Linked DNA regions of Sus scrofa: region 2 is linked to region 1. Evidence: chromatin contacts called from public promoter capture Hi-C data. All regions are on one chromosome and are shown on one strand. Each heading gives the region's core, a stretch centred on a gene start, on an enhancer-like site or on the middle of the called end of the contact. The rest is flanking DNA. Distances are from core to core; before and after follow the strand shown.

Region 1 (3,083 bases), core at 290-2,789:
TGAGGTTGACACACAGTTGCTACAGGACGCAGCAAGGAAGGAGGCCCTGCAACAGAAGCAGTGATGGCTGCTCCTCCCTTTCCCTCCTTCCATCGGTGATTCTGAGCCTCATGTCCCAGCTCAGGATGCCTCCCTCCCATACTTGAGGTGTTGTTTTTTTCACAGCAAAGTTTTTGTGTTTTTTTTAAGGGATGAGTGGATGAGAGTAATAATAATGGAGAGCTACTCTCCTGTATTGAGAAGGGGAGGAAAAGGAAGCCCGGGAACTGCGAAGCCTTCCCTATCCCCAGCACCTGCCTTTCTCACTTCTTCCCTGGAGGTGGGAGAATCTCCCAGGTCTTTCTAGGGTAGCATGTGATTCATTCTGGGGATGGAAGGAATCTGTCCCGCATCGGGAATAAAATTTATGATGCAAATTCGAGTTCTGGTTCTGTGTTTTGGGAAGGGGGCTAGAGAGTGGGAAAGGGATGCTGAATTCACCCAGCCCTGTTACTCTCATTACCCAAGCCAAGGCCCCAACCCGTCCTGTCCGTATTGGCTACCACTCTTCCTGATACAAACCGTACCTCAGTTGGACTGCATGCCCCCTACCTATGCAGCCTACCTACCATAGCCTTTTCCTAATACTGTACCTGCGAATGTTTGCTGTCCTTGTATTAAGGTGGAAGCTAATGAGACACCTAAATGCGTTTGATGCTGGATCTAGTGCTTCCCCAATATCTATTGCATATAAATACAAGTGACAACTTTCATTGTGGAGAGTTGTGACTGGGAATTAACTCTAAACTCATTTAGCAAGTAAGAGTTCCCGCCCCAGATGAGGGTTCTCAGGACGAAGGGCCGTTAGAAGCCATCCAATTCGACTCCCTCCTCCCACGTAGAAGGAAATGAGGCTCAAGGAGAAGCTGGACACCAGGACCTCGGCCAAACGGACCCCTACCCACGTTGGCGTCAGGAGCCGCCCTCCGCCGCCGCCGCGTGAAGGCCCGCTGGCACCGCCCTCCCGCCCCGCCCCGCCCCGCCCCCCCCGCCCCACCCCGCCCCGCCCGAGGACCCGTACGGGGTGCCCGCGGCGGCGCCTGACGGGAGTGCGGTTCCCGGCGCGTCCTCCCCGACCCCGTCTCCCGTGCCCGCGGCCCGCACGGTTCCTCGGGAGCGCAGTCTGCGGCGGGCGGCGCACCCCTGGGCCAAGATCGGCCAGGCAGCGCCGGCACACGCAGGCGGGGCACGGGCGCCCGTGCCAGGACCCCGGGGCCCGGAAACGCTCGTAGTCACAAAGGGGGGAACACGTGGGCGCAGATTGCCCGGGCGGCTGTCGCAGGGATCTAGGGTCACCGGGAGGACCGCCCACCATCCCCGCCCGCCGGACGCCTCAGCCCCGGTTGCCAGGCCCGTCTAACTTCGGCCGGCGCCCGGCTATGAGGTGGATGCCCGGCTCTGTGTGACCATCTCCCTCCAGTAGGTACATGTGGCCTGAACCCGCGTCCTACTGGCCGCGGAGAGGCTCTTTCGAGCCTCCCCACGCCCGTAGGGCTCGCGGGCTTGGGGAGTTACCCACTGTCATTGCCACTCCGAGAGCAGGGTCCTCGGATCTTGAGGCCCCATCAGATCCTCAGTTCTGGGGGCCTCGGGAGCCTGAGGTAGGGGAGCTACTCAGGAGCCCCCGGGTCCCTCGGTCTTACTCTGTCCCCTTTTCTCTTAGGGTTTTTCCACCTCGTTCGGACTTCCTGCACAACCATGTCCATCCTCTACGTCTCTCCTCACCCCGATGCCTTCCCCAGCCTCCGAGCCCTCATAGCTGCCCGCTACGGCGAGGCTGGGGAGGGTCCAGGATGGGGAGGAGCCCACCCCCGCGTCTGTCTTCAGCCGCCCCCGGCCAGCAGGACTCCCTTTCCCCCACCCCGCCTGCCCGCCCTGGAGCAGGGGCCCGGTGGGCTCTGGGTGTGGGGAGCCACGGCCGTGGCCCAGCTGCTGTGGCCAGCAGGCCTGGGGGGCCCTGGAGGTAGTCGGGCCGCTGTCCTTGTCCAGCAGTGGGTCAGTTACGCAGACACGGAGCTAATACCAGCTGCCTGTGGGGCAACGCTGCCAGCTTTGGGACTCCGAAGCTCTGCCCAGGACCCCCAGGTGAGAAGAAGCTGAGCGGGGGAGAGGGGCAGGAGGGAATTTCGAAGAGGGCAGTGAGCCAGAAAGATACTATGTCAGAAAAAGACTGGTCACCCCTACTTGCCATCTGGTGTGGCAGACGTGGGCAGCTTTCTTGACCTCCGGGAGCCTTGGTCTTCCTATGCCTATGGAAACGAAAATTGAGGACATGTTGAGAAGATTAAAAGATGTGTCAGAGCACATAATCTGATGCCAGATGCTCTGCCGTTTCTGAGTGAGGGAGGGCTCGATGGATCTGAAACTGATAAGGTTAGACGTTACTGAATTGTAGGAAAAGACTAGGGCCAGGGAAAGAAGTAGAACACCAGGAGACTGGTGCAGAGGCACCAGGCCTGGACTGATGACAGTTGGCTGGGGAGAAATGCAATGAAGAGGAGGGAAAGTAGGGGAAAAGAGAGCAAATCACACAAGATTACAGCCGGAAGTCTTTTCAGAGTGGGTCTGTGCCTTACCGTCCTTATAACACCATCTCCTCACAGAATGTTGAGCACAGGTTCAATATTTAGTACTTTTTGGATTTTTTTGTTTTTGTTTTCTTTTGTCTTTTTGCCTTTTCTAGGGCCTCTCCTGCAGCATATGGAGGTTCCCAGGCTAGGGGTCGAATCGGAGCTGTAGCCACCAGCTTACACCACAGCCACAGCAACTCCGGATCTGAGCTGCATCTGCAACCTACACCACAGCTCACGGCAACACCGGATCCTTAACCCACTGAGCAAGGCCAGGGATCGAACCCGCAACCTCATGGATCCTAGTCAGATTCGTTAACCACTGCGCCACAACGGGAACTCCGATACTTAGTACTTTTTGACTGAATGAATGAAATGACTGGAATGACTTAGATCCTGGCTTGCTCTCTCACATCCTGACTTCCCTGTCTGAATAGAAGCCCCTTCTCTGGAATTCTCTGTCCCCTTCAACCT
Region 2 (3,083 bases), core at 242-2,741, 59 kb before region 1:
TGTTTCTGTGAGTAACACCCCCCACCTCTCCCCAACTTAAAGGTACCAGATCATTCAGGCTTTTTCAGAGACTTGGTGCTTCTCGAAATAGCAATTTCATGAGTTATAGAAGCCAGAGCCTGAGGGAGCCTCTACTAACATCCTCAGGCCAGGTATTTGGGAAGCAGTATGGGAGTGAGCCCCTAGTCTCCTGCGCTCTCCCAAGAAGGAGCATTCCAGGGGAGAGGCCTCTGGCATCTTCCTGCAGAAAATCTAGGGAAGAGAGTTCCTGCTGTGGTACAGCAAGCTAAGGATCTGGTGCTGTCTCTGCGGCAGGGCAGGTTCCATCCCTGGCCCTGTACATTGGGTTAAAGATCCGGCATTGCGAAGCTGTGCCCTAAGCCCTTCTGTATACCACGAATGCGGGGTGGCGGGGGCGGGGGGGGGGAGGAAGAAAGAAAGAAGAAAGAGAGAAAGAAAGAGAGAGAGAGAATGAAAGAAAGAAAGAGAAAGAGAGAGAAAGAAGAGAGAAAGAAAGAAAGGAAAGAAAGAAAGAGAGAGAGAGAGAGAGAGAGAGAGAGAGAGAGAGAGAGAGAGAGAGAGAGAGAGAAAGAAAGATAGATCTAGGGATGAAGTTAGCCACAGCAGACTCCCCAGCAGGTGGCTGTAGAGAGTGAGGATTTTCTCACCCTACTGTATGCATTCATTTGGGATATCTTAAGTACCAGGCTCTCCGCTAAGAAACTGACATGTATCATGTATTTTTTTCCGTTAATCCCTTTCATTCTATGAAACATAGTATTATCGACTCCACTCTACAGATGACCTATTTACATAACCTATTTAGCAGTTTACAAAAATTGCCCCAAAAAACAGCTGGTGGGAATGCAGCCAGGAAACCAGGCAGCTGTCTCTTGGTCCTTGATTTCCACCCCCGGGAATGGGGTTAGCCCCCAACGTTCCGTTCTTATGGGTCTATGTCGCGCCTCAGTGGAAGACCTGGAGAGGAACGACGGCTCCCTGGACCGGCCCTACTACATGTCCAAAGCCCTTCTGAAGATTCTGGGCAAGAAGAACGAGGTGCCCTCGGGAGACAAGAAGAGGAAGAAGTGAGAGACGTAGCCCTGATCCAAAACAGCACCCCGCCTGTACAGCCTCCCAGCCTCATTCCCGCCTTCCAGATGTCGATTTTGTAGTAAAAAGATTAAAAGATTGATATTGTGTTTTCTCAAAAACTCTGGGACTTTTATTTCCTCCAAGACCACACGCTGCCCTCCCCCGCCCACCTGGCTCTTTAAAAGGGGCCCTGCCCCTGTGACGCCCCTACACCCCCACCAGTATCACGGCCAATCAAAAGGCATCTGTGGAGTTATGCCCGCCCCCTTCTTCAATCAAACCAATAGTCTTCCCGTTCGGGTCACGCGCTCCGGGACTTCAAAGAAGGCCCATTGGACAACGTAGAGAGGAGGTGCTGAAGGGTCACGTGAGGAGTTACGCGAGGGCCAATTAAAGTCGCGGTAGCTCGGCTGGGGGCCCTGACTTGCTGTGGATTTGAGGGTGACATCTGAGCATTTAAAGGGCTGGGGTCAACTGAGCGACTCAAGCCCGCGTCTAATCGTGGAGCCAGGGTCGCGGCCGCCGCGGGGGAGAGATGACTGCGGAGCGACCCGGCGCAGTGCCCCTGGGCAGACCCGGGAGACCGCCTATGCTGGGATTAGGGGAAGCCTATAGGGCCCAGGTATTTGCCTCGATCTTCCTGCTGCTGTTGTCTCCGGCAGGAGTCGGAGCCAGGGCAAAGAACGACTTCAGTCTGGTGAGTTAACCCTCGCATGGCCCCATCCCCAACCACGCAGGCGGTCGGTCTGTGTCAGGTTGTACGCCCGGGACGCAGGCTGCTAAGCCCCCTCTCCTTTCCCAATCCCTGCCCCTCTCTGGGTTCCTCGTCCTCTTTCCTTCTGAGGCTCCTCATTCGAGCTCCTTCCCCTTTTGAGGTTTCCCTATCCCAGAGGGCTTCTTCTCCCCTCGTAGTCCCTTACGCTGCCTAGAGACTCCAGCTTCGCTACAAACTCTCCTCAGGGTTCCCCTTCCTTGTTCTGGGAAACCTGCTCCCACTTGGGGTCCCTACCACCCTACCTTTCCCAGGGGAACCTGCGTCTGAGTTGCTATTCATTCACCCTAAAGCCCAAGTCACATTTGTTCAGTTCACCGGAACTCCTCCCTTCACAGGTGCACCCGCTGGTGACCATGGAGCAACTGCTGTGGGTGAGCGGAAAACAGATCGGTTCTGTGGACACCTTCCGCATCCCACTCATCACCACCACTCCTCGAGGCACCCTCCTTGCCTTCGCTGAGGCCAGGAAAATGTCAGCATCGGATAAAGGCGCTAAATTCATTGCTCTGCGGAGATCCATGGACCAGGGTAAAACTATGCCTGGGAGTTCCCACCACCGCTTAGCAGTAATGAACCCGACTAGTAACCATGAGGATGTGGGTTCAGTCCCTGGCCTTGCTCAGTGGGTTCAAGGATCTGACGGTGCTGTGATCTGTGGTGTTGGTTGCAAACCTGGCTTGGATCCCTCATTGCTGTGGCAAAGGCCGGTGGGTGCAGCTCCAATTTGACACCTAGCCTGGCAACTTCCATATGCCGCACGCAGGGGCAGCCCTAAAAAAAAAAAAAAAAGCCTGTGTGGCAAGATGTTGAATGGGTGGGGAGCCTGATTTTCCGTAGAGCCCTGGAGCTGCTGGGTCCCTGAAGACTAGAGGCAACCTAAGAAGGGAAGGTGTCCAGGGCAGTAATGCAGACATTGGGATCTCCAAGGAGTTGAACATTCATCCAAATGTTTATTGAGCACTTACTATATACCTGGCAGTGTTCTAAGTTCTGTGACTACAGTTATGAACAAAACAGAGCAAAAATCCTCGCCTTTGCAGGGCTTATATTCTATTGGGAGGAGGCAGACAATAAGCATAATAAGTAATATATTTGTGTTGGAAGGTGATTAAGTGTAATGGAGAAAAATAAAAATAAAACAGGGCAAGAGGTATGGAGAGGGTCAAGAGTTTGACTGCAATTTTCAAAAAAGGACATTTGAGCAAAGACTTAA

The links. Promoter capture Hi-C pulls out the DNA fragments that hold promoters and counts their contacts.
Region 2: a promoter capture Hi-C map of fetal liver shows a contact between it and region 1, with 2.3 times the contacts expected there. The contact joins the promoter of NEU1 here to the promoter of VARS in region 1. A contact is called at or near these places in 2 of 5 promoter capture datasets (fetal liver and fetal skeletal muscle), 21 of 47 Hi-C or Micro-C datasets (adipose tissue, alveolar macrophages, blood and 10 more) and 2 of 2 datasets of contacts at active chromatin or transcription factors (alveolar macrophages and skeletal muscle).

The regions. Positions count from the first base shown.
Region 1 is chr7:23,897,721-23,900,803 of Sscrofa11.1, reverse strand. VARS (valyl-tRNA synthetase) reads left to right here and starts at 1,539. Exons shown (of 33, transcript NM_001195378.1): 1 at 1,539-2,124. The coding sequence starts at 1,738. It overlaps LSM2 (LSM2 homolog, U6 small nuclear RNA and mRNA degradation associated), which reads left to right. Exons shown (of 5, transcript NM_001123136.1): 5 at 1-419. The coding sequence ends at 64.
Region 2 is chr7:23,957,067-23,960,149 of Sscrofa11.1, reverse strand. It overlaps NEU1 (neuraminidase 1), which reads left to right and starts at 1,491. Exons shown (of 6, transcript NM_001101822.1): 1 at 1,491-1,792; 2 at 2,206-2,398. The coding sequence starts at 1,631. SLC44A4 (solute carrier family 44 member 4) reads left to right here. Exons shown (of 21, transcript NM_001101818.1): 20 at 1-7; 21 at 971-1,215. The coding sequence ends at 1,092.